2 separate regions of the Gossypium hirsutum genome follow, and region 1 is linked to region 2. Evidence: chromatin contacts called from public Hi-C data. All regions are on one chromosome and are shown on one strand. The core of a region is the stretch at or near the end of the contact, and the rest is flanking DNA. Distances in the headings are between cores, read along the strand shown. Region 1 holds the start of LOC107950771 (F-box protein SKIP8). Region 2 has its middle 22 kb from the start of LOC121215672.

Region 1 (5,260 bases), core at 2,144-4,643, 320 kb after region 2:
TGAATGTTAAGTTCGGATGCTAATCCGGACTGAATGAAGAGAGTGAGATTAAAGGGTCTTTTTTTGTCGAAGTTACCTCTAGAAGGTAAATGAAGTAAATTTCCAAAATCCTACAAAGTTAGATGGATATGGGTGTTCATTAAAAAAGAAGTAATAGCTATAACGGTGTTATTGGACTCATCGTGTTCAAGTTTAGCATTGGAGAAAAGCACTCGAACAGGATTGTAGAAAGTTAGCGAGGAAATTTTAAGAAAATCCATCCAACCCCAATTTCGAAAAATAGAAAGATAAGAAAATTTTATTCCTTCTAACATGGCTACATCAACTCTCCTAGACTCCCATACTCTGTTGGACGCAAAGTTCCTATCAAAATGTTCACAATACTCATCAGAACTAAAACATGCATTGAAGGATGATCTAGGACCACTAGGAGGATGTGATGATGATGCATCAGTTCTAGGTCATTTCTTAGGCACCATACTTTGAGAATTAAGCACTAAAGTACCACTAAAACACCAAAAAAATTCATTTAGGAATTTTGACAAACACTTGGTGTGCAAGGGTTTTAGGCAAAAAATTTAAGAAAAAGTCTAGAAAGAGGATACCCCTTGCAACAAAAAACGATGCATATAGTCCAAATCAACCCAATAGTTCATCAAAAAACAATATTCCAACCTACATTGTATAAAATCAAAAGATTGAAAATTTTAGGGTTTACCTTAAAAATGTTGAAATCTTGATGCAATGGTGTTTTAAAGGATTGCAAAGACAATATTTTTCAAAAAAGAATCAAGAGTTTTGAAGAATTTTTTAATATGAGAAAATGATTTTTGGATGAAGAGAAATGAAGTTTCTGGGTTTTTGCAAATTACTTTTGAAGAAACATGGTGTAGGTGCCTTTAAAAACCCAATGGTACCGATATTTTTATAAAAGTATTGATATTTTTTTAAATGGTATCGATACCTAATTACAGTTCTAATTTTCAAGTACAGAAAAATTATAAAAACGAAACTTTTAGGTCCTAAGGGGTTCTAAGGGTCCTAAAATGACTCTAAGATCATCCCTAATGATTTCATATGCATGAAAATGAAAATTTTAAGCATGATGCATATGATTCATGAATAAAAATTAGATTAAAAAATGCTAAATTAAAAATATTAAGTCCATTCTTAGCAAGTACAAGAGTAAAAAAAATCATGCTAGATAAATAAGGTCAAAATAAATCAAATAACCACATAAAACTCCTCCAATATTTTTGAATACAAGAGCTATGAATGTCATACTATCATGCTTTTTGCAATAAAAACACAATATACAAATTTAAAAATCAATCTATGTCCATGGAAAAATTCAACACAAAGTCAAGGCAAGTTGGTCAAACCTAGTTCTCTCCTAAGTGTCCAAAATCTCTCATTGTCTAAAGGTTTTGTAAAAATGTCAAATGTCAGCTAATTGGTTCAAAATGTCTACATACTCTAGAACTGTTTCTCCTTTTTGGACATGATCTCTAATGAAATGATTTCTTATTTCAATGTGTTTAGTCCTAGAATGTTGGATAAGATTTTTAGTGAGACAAATAGCACTAGTATTGTCACACTTTATAGGGATGGTATCTAAATCAATTTAATAGTCCTTAATTTGTTGTTTCATTCATAAAACTTGAGCATAACAACTAATGGCAGAAATATATTTCACTTTGGTGGTGGACAATGCAACACCATTTTTTTCTTTGAAAACCATGATATTAGCATGTTGCCTAGGAATTGATAATTATCAGAGGTGTTTTTTCCTATCTAATTTGCATCCTCCAAAATCCGCATCTAAGAATGCATGCAAGCTAAAGGATGAGTCTCTAGGATACCAAAGACCTAAACTGAGAGTGTCTCTAAGGAATTTAAAGATTCTCTTAAAGGCTTGCAAATGTGATTCTTTAGGACATGATTGAAATCTAGCACACATGCAAACACTAAACATGACATCGGGTGTACTTGTTGTAAGATAAAGCAAAGAGTCAATCATAGATCTATATAACTTTAAATCAACACATTTACTTTCCTTATCTTTGCCAAGCTTTGTAGAAGGGCTCATGGGAGTAGCTTGTGGTTTAAGAGTGTCCATCCCAAACTTCTTGAGCATTTCCTTTGTGTACTTAGCTTGATTGATGAAGATACTATCCTTTATTTGTTTGATTTGGAGTCCCAAAAAGAAATTTAGTTCTCCCATCATGCTCATATCAAATTCACCTTCCATTAGCTTAGAAAATTCTTGACAAAGAAGATCATTAGTAGAACAAAAAATAATATCATCAACGTATATTTGAACTACTAATAAATCATTGCCTTTTCTTTTAATAAAAAGTATTGTGTCAACCTTTCCTTTATGAAAACCTTTTTCAACAAGAAAATTTGATAATCATTCATACCAAGCTCTATGAACTTATTTCAAACTATATAAAACTTTTAATAGTTTGAAAACACGGTGAGGAAATTTTTTATCTTCAAAATTGGGTGGTTGTCCAACATATACTCCTTCATTTATAGACCCATTTAGAAAAGAACTTTTTACATCCATTAGATATAATTTAAAATCATTAAAACATGTAAAAGCTAAAAGCATGCTAATGGCTTCCATCCTAGCTACGAGAGCATAAGTTTCATCAAAATATATTCATTCATCTTGAGAGTAACCTTGAGCAACAAGTCTAGCCTTGTTTCTCACTATGTTACCACTCTCATCTAGCTTGTTCCTAGAAACCCATTTAATACCTATAGTATATTTATCTCAAGGTCTTTCAACTAGGGTTCATACTTTACTTCTCTTAAATTGATTTAACTCTTCTTGCATAACCAATATCCAATATTCATCATTTAATGTTTCTTTGATATTTTTAGGCTTAATGCATGAGATAAATGTAACATAATTACAAGTATTTCTAAGAGAAGATCTAGTAGTTACCTTTTTAGATGGATCTTCCCGAATCTTACCATTCTTCACATAGTTGAACTCTCTTGGATGAGTGACTTCCCTCTTCTCTATTGCAAATATTAGATTTGTCATTATGATAATAAATATTAAGGGAATGGATGCGAATATTAATAATAAGATATCCACTTCACTTTTAAAAAATATATTATTTGTGAATTTAATATATTGATCCATAGTCAAATCAAGATAATAAAAATATTTAAAATAATTAAAAAATATTATTTAAATTATTATTTGAATTGAAATAATATTATTTTAGATATCCATAAATATTATTTAAAATATTTTATATATTTTATGATTTAGATTTATGGTTTTCATATAAAAACACATTTGTAAAATTGTGGTGAGGAGAAATAATAGTTATTTTATTCGAAATAAAAAATTAAAAACTAAAAAGAACACATGCATCAAAACGCCGTCGAAGCAGAAATTCTATGAATCGCAATTACAGAACTGTCCCTCAATACTGACCTATTTTTCTGGTCTGAGTTCTTCTTCGACTCGGTTACGATTACGACTCTCCGCCCTCTCTTCTGGAAAAAAAATGAATTTTCGTTTAAATTTTATTTACATTTTTAATTATTTTCCCTAGAAAACAGACCATTTTTTTCTCTAATTTTCCTTTTTTTTTGTGGATTCAATTGAGATTTCTAGGGTTTTATTTAATGTACGGCGAAGATTTAATGTCGTATGAATGGAGATTGCCTATAGCCTCTCCATCGCTCTTCAATCCCATCAGCCGTTGATCACTGCAATTATCATCACCCTCCTTTCCCTCCTTGCCGTCCGTTCATTCTTCAAGAGGCCCCACCACAAATCTAACGTAACCGGTACCGCCACGTCATCCGCTAAAAAGCAAGCCAGAGAAGCCAAACCACCTTCCTCCTGCAACCATACTTCCAATTCTGCGGCGCTCCTTAACGGAGGTGCTGCTGGTCCGGCGGAGGAGGATATGGTGATGGCGGATGTTTCGAAGGCTGTGGCAGAGATGCAGAGCGGGGCGTCAATGATGGAGCAGTTGGTCCCGGAGATTACAACCCACGCGCTTAGTTACTTGGATTATCCAAGCCTTTGTCGGCTTTCCATGACTAATTCGCTTATGAGAAAGGCAGCTAATGATGATAATGCCTGGAAAGCGCTTTATCACAAGGTACCCAATTTCCCCTTCTTTTTATTGCCTTGATTTAATTGAATATTTATTTCATTATACTTACCTATTAGTGGGGTTCTTAGCATAAATCTTCTGGCTTAATATTTTTGCTTGCTAGGATTTTACTTTGGAGCAAGATACAGTAACACCTGTTAATGGGTGGAAGGCATACTACGCAGCTACAAGAGCCATTATGAATGTTAATACCGAATTCTTTAGCATCATCAAAGATAGGTCTCTTTCAGCTATGAGTCGTTTTTGGCTGAATGCGGATTATGTAAAGTGCATTCATGCGTCAGGGGTTCTTTTTTCAGGGTATGAATATGTTGCTTACTTCAATATCAGGATGTTCACTTCTTTTTTGTTCTTATGTTGCCTGAAAGTTATAGTGTTTCAGTATATAAGTTTTTGCTCGTATCTTGTTGCTTGAACATGGTAGATCTTTTTCACCTTATGATTGGGTTAAGTTGCATGGACTTGCTGACCGGTTACATAGCATAGCCGATTGAGTGTTTGTGTAGTTAAGATGTTTCTCCGAAATGCTTTGATGATTCCAAGAATATTTGAAGATAGAGAAGAGCTTTTTTAATTTGTAGGGTGATTATAGGTTGTTTGTATGACCACAATGTTAATGGCTTGAGTCTTGGTTTCGGCATTGGAAGGGTTTTACCAGCGTTTTGCTATTCGAACATAGTGAATGCCATGCTTGGCATAGAAATGCTTTTGTCTTGACATATTAGTGCAATTTAACTGTGAGAAGAAAAGAGAAAAGGCCCCATGTTTTTCTTTAATAAGTATGAGGCATATGTTAGAACAAAAGCATGCCACTTTTATGTAAATAGAATTTCGGAATAGACAAAAGATAATGTATTCAGTCAATGCCGAGAGTCATTTTTGTTATCCATTGCAGGTTTAATGCTGTAATACAGAGTTGGCAGCATGCATTTAATTGGGAGCAAGGGGTTGATTTTCAGGTTAGAGATGTTCGAGCTCGGGTATTAACGAACATGGCTTGGATTACTATGAAAACCTATGTTGATATGGATAACGTGGCATTTAACATGACTAACATCTTTGAGTTTCATCATGGACGTTGGTACCTTGTGGATCATCACTGCTCG
Region 2 (5,071 bases), core at 178-2,677:
ATTTATAGAAAAAACATTTTAAAACCGTAATTTTAAAATCATAAAATTAATTTTCGACACCACCCACCTTCGTTATAACTCCTAATTTTTTAATATGTGACTACGCTCAAACCGAGAATTACTTTATAATGATAAAAAATTGTAATATAAATTTCACGAATATATATCTAGGTTTTCGTTTCTTTTCTTTATTTTTTTTATCTTGTTGAAGATGTGAGAAAAAGTTTATACTGTCTTAATCAATTTATTTTTTTTAGGGATAAATTTTAAAATTATATATTAATTTTAATTTAATGTGTAATTATATATATAAATTTTGATTTTATATAATTTTATATATAAAATTTTGTTTTAATTCAACTATCACAAATTATTAACACAATTATTGATATAACATCATTTTATATTTATATATTGCATACAAAAATAATTATATTTATCCAATATAAAAATAAATTAATCTATTTATTTCTTTAAATGTGTATGATTGAATCAAAATTAAAATTACATTTATACATTTGAAACACAATCAAAGTTTCATATATATAGTTGCACCAAATTAAAATTCATACATATAATTACATATTAAACTAAAATTTATGTATAATTTTAAGATTTATCTTTTTTGCTTATTAAAGTTTTCCCTTCCCGTATACATTGCTAATTTGCTAGCACATATTTCTTTATAAAGAAAAATTAAAGCTTCTTTATTCTGGACTTTTTGGTATCAACTTTAATATTCATTGCTTTTAAGAGATAATCATCATCATCATCAGCATCTAAGCCAAAGCTCCAAAAACTTCCCCTCGCATGGAATATGCAAGTCCTATTCTAGCTGGCTCGACATGCTCTTTTTTATTTGAACTCTTTTTGAATTTTAGGTTTTTTAATTGAGGTTTCATCAATTTATGTCATGACATTAGGCTTTTACTGTATCAAATAGGTCAAATAGCTTTTGGCATTGAACCAGCTCTTAGTAGCAACGACAACGATGATTATAGATGGCTGCAAGCTCTATAATCAATCCGAATAGGAATTAGATGAAAAGGTAAATTTTTAGGATAACTTATTTATTAATTAAAAATAACGTGTAAAATAATTTTATATAACATTATATGATTGGATGAGACATTAAGAAGAGCTTACCTAATAATTTCTACCATATAAAAATCTTGAGTATCAAATGTGGAATTACTATTTAATATATTATTGGTGTAGCTTTTTAAAAAAAAAACTCCACAATCTGACTTTTGTTTCGTTTCTTTATCTTTTATCTTTTAAATATGTTATGGGAGGAACAACGGTCATCTAGCTTTTTCATATTTTAGTTAAGTTTTCGTTATAATAATTAGTTATACGTTGCGTTTTTGCTTGTAAGAGTTAATGAAAACGGTGAGTTTTGTTTAACTCAAAACAGGAGCGTTTTGATTCTTGTTACAGGGTTATTATATGTCTGTAACTGCGTGAGGAAATATCATGAAATTGGATAACCGTTATCAACAGTCTCCTTCTCTCGATTTTCTCGTTTTTTTTCTTTCTGTAATTCTTCTTCTCTGTTCTTCATCTTTATCTTTCCGATTTAGAACGTTGCAAAAGGTATCAGAGCTTGTCGATCTTCATGATAGGGGACGGAATCAGTACTCGCATGCAGAAGGAAATCGGCAGATCCAAGGTGAGCTTTCTCACTTGCAACTGGAGCTAACTCAGTGGGATGTACGGATGGACACTAAGATGAAAGATCTGCAGGCAGAAATTAAGTAGGAGGTACGTTCCGAACTTCATTCTGAGCTTCACTCCTTGTTCGAACAATATTTTGGCCAAAGTAACCCATCGATTGTGGGGAATGCATCTAGCAACAAGGGAAAAGGGATCTTAGGAACACCACCGAGGTTTCCACCTCAAGAGCATTTAATAGTATCTCCAAGAGCAGATCTCGGCCATTCGAGCATGTCACAAAGGGGAGTGTTGATGGAATCCGAACATTTTTCTTTTCGAGTTGACTGTCTACATTGTGATGGTGAGCACTTCCGAGGTTGGTGGTTCAAACTAGTGCAGTATTTGAGGCCGAAGGAATTGCAGATCATGCAAAGGTCAGGATCGTCATGTTACACCTTGAAGGTAAAGCACTTGATTGGCATCATTTTTTTGTGCGTAGACATGGAGGGGTTCATCAAGTGTCTTGGGAGGTTTATTCGAGGGGCTTCGAGAGCGTTTCAGATCAGATTTTGTCTTAGATCCTATGGCAGAATTAGTGTCCCTTAAACAACTTAGCTTAGTGGACCAATTTTATGATGATTTTTTGAGTTTGTTGAATCAGCTCAACTTACCTGAATCCTATGCATTAAGTATATTCCTTAGCAACCTCAAACTGAAAATCGGGCAATATCTTCGGTTGTTCAAGCCTCAAACATTGGTAGAAGGTTACCAGTTAGCAAGGCAAGTGGAAACCATTGTGGCGGGACCGGTCAAAAGAGAAGGCAGTTTTAATAGTGGGTCTAATATAATGAGGCCATTATTTCCTGTGATTAGAAGTCAACGTGGGAGTGGTAGTGTTGGATTGGCCAGTGAAACAGTGAATGGGAAATTGGCTCCTAAACTTCCTTCCAAGTCCTTATCGCAAGCTGAATTGGAAGACAGAAGGAAAAAAAGGACTTTGTTTTTGGTGTGGTCTGAAATATTCGCCACGCCATAAATGTTCAAAGTCACAATTGTATCAGTTGATTGTCGAACCTTTATGGGAGAATGAACCTAAAGTACGTAGCCCTTCCCCGGATGAATTCCAAGATTGTACTGAACAATTGGAGTTGACAGAGACATTGTTTGGGAATGCAGCTCCTGTATTGTCATTACAAGCATTACAAGGGTTACAGGGTCCTACGACTATGAGGTTTCCAACTGTTATTGATCAATCACAAGTGGTGGTTTTGTTTAATTCGGGAAGTACGCATAATTTCATTGATTTCAAGATGGCGAAGCAGTTGAATCTGACTATCGAACCTGGGCCAAGTGTGAGGGTGCTGGTGGCTAATGGGGTTAAGTTGTGTACTCAAGGGTTATGCAGGGTTATCATATGGGAGGCACAAGGGTATCAATGTACTACGGATTTCTTAGTGTTATCTCTTAAGGGGTTTGATCTGGTTCTTGGTGTTCAATGGTTATTGGCGTTGGGGCAGATTGTGTGGGACTTCTCTAACTTGACCATGCAGTTCAAATATAGGGACCAGACTTGTGTTTTGAGGGGAGCAGTACCTGGTTTAGTTCATATCGTTCCTAGTGGAGATTTTTCTCAATGCATGAGTTTGGTGGGAAAGGGTTCGTGCCTGATGTTACTAGCTTCTTTTGAGCAGACCCTTCTCACAATGTAGTCAGCCAATCTACCACTCGTGTTGCAAAATCTTTTGAGCGACTTTGATGATGTTTTTCAGTTGCCCACTTGTTTACCTCCCGTTCGTTTACATGACCATAGAATACCATTGGTGGACGAATCTAAGGTGGTTAAAGTGTGAACATATAGATATCCTTCAGTTCAGAAGACTGAAATAGAAAAGCTAGTACAAGAGATGTTACGAGCTGGAGTTATTCACGATAGTAACAGCAGTTTTGCTTCTCCTGTGGTCATAGTCAAGAAAAAATATGGGAGTTGGCGACTTTGCATTGACTACAGAAAACTTAATTAGTTAACGATCAAAGATAGGTTTCCCATTCCTATTATTGAAGAGCTACTTGATGAGTTGGGGCAAGCCCAATACTTCTCTAAGTTCGACTTACATTCGAGATACCATCAAATCTGAATGTGTGAACAGGACATTTTTAAAACAGCCTTCAAGACTCATGAAAGGCATTATGAATTTTTGGTCATGCTATTTGGCTTGACCAATGCCCCTTCGAGTTTTCAATCTCTAATGAACTCAATTTTTCGGCCTATGTTTAGGAATATCGTCATTGTATTTTTTATGACATTCTTGTATACTCTAGAGGCTGGGGAGATCATTTGATGCATTTGCGTGAAGTTTTACAAGTATTACGGACAAATCAGCTATATGCTAAGCAGTCCAAATGTGTTTTTGGAGCCACACATATAGAGTACTTGGGACACGTGATTTCCCAAGGAACTGTTCGCATGGACCGAGCTAAGGTGGAAAGTGTCTTGAATTGGCCTTCTCCTGGGTCTATCAAGGAATTACGTGGATTCTTGGGGTTATCAGGGTATTCTATGAGGTTTATACGTGGTTATGGGTTGTTGGCCAAACCTCTTACAGCCTTACTACGAAAGGAAGTCCCTTGGCAATGGGCAGGTCAAGAGCAAGCAGCCTTTGAGCAGCTCAAATAAGCTATTTGCCAAGCTCTAGTATTGACCCTACCTAACTTTCAAGAGTTGTTTTGTGTGGAAACCGATGCAAGTGGCCAAATGATTGGAGCAGTGCTTCAGCAAAATGGGAAGTTAGTGGCATTTTTTAGCAAGGCACTTGGGGTTAAAAATCAGGCTTTGTCCATTTATGACAAAGAAATGATGGCAGTATTGTTAGCAGTCAAGAAGTGGCATTCTTACTTGGTAGGCTGACATTTCATTATCAAAACAAACAACCAAAGTCTGAAATTCTTGTCTGAACAACAGGCTATCACTCCTTATCAGCAAAAATGGGTGGCAAAAATGTTGGGGTATGATTATCCGATTGTTTATCACAAGGGAACTCAAAATGCTGTGGCCGATGCACTATCGAGGAAGCCCATTGCCTTTGCTGGTCAGTTGTTCCAATTTGAAGAAAGTACCGATTAGGACTAGTCTAAAGTTTGGGAACAAATTATAGCATTATATGCATTGGACAAGAAGCTTTCTCGGTTGATCTAGCTGGTAAGAACTCAACCACAATTACATCCAAGATATTCCTGGCATGGTAATTGTTTGCGCAGAAAATGGAAGGTGGTAGTGAGTGATGATCATTTGCTACGGAAGCGCATCTTTGGTCTTTTCCACGACACTCCTATGGGTGGTCATTCGGGTGTCCATGCCATGCGCCATCGGATATCTTCCTTGTTATATTGGAAAGGGCTCACTAAGGATGTCAAACAG

What was found. Hi-C and Micro-C count contacts between places; a contact is called where the count stands out from the background.
Region 1: a Hi-C map of leaf shows a contact between it and region 2, with 1.8 times the contacts expected there. The contact joins the promoter of LOC107950771 here to the enhancer-like site in region 2. A contact is called at or near these places in 4 of 34 Hi-C or Micro-C datasets (callus, hypocotyl and leaf).

The regions. Positions count from the first base shown.
Region 1 is chrD03:34,315,238-34,320,497 of Gossypium_hirsutum_v2.1, forward strand. LOC107950771 (F-box protein SKIP8) reads left to right here and starts at 3,394. Exons shown (of 3, transcript XM_016885729.2): 1 at 3,394-4,139; 2 at 4,258-4,454; 3 at 5,050-5,260. The coding sequence starts at 3,684.
Region 2 is chrD03:33,993,019-33,998,089 of Gossypium_hirsutum_v2.1, forward strand. No RefSeq gene overlaps it. Among protein-coding and RNA genes, the nearest start is that of LOC121215672, 22 kb to the right of the region's middle. Within about 2 kb of position 1,428, at least 6 of the 9 cell types and tissues checked have an H3K27ac peak or open chromatin away from gene starts, as enhancers often do. A contact at or near this core is called in leaf, where this site is marked.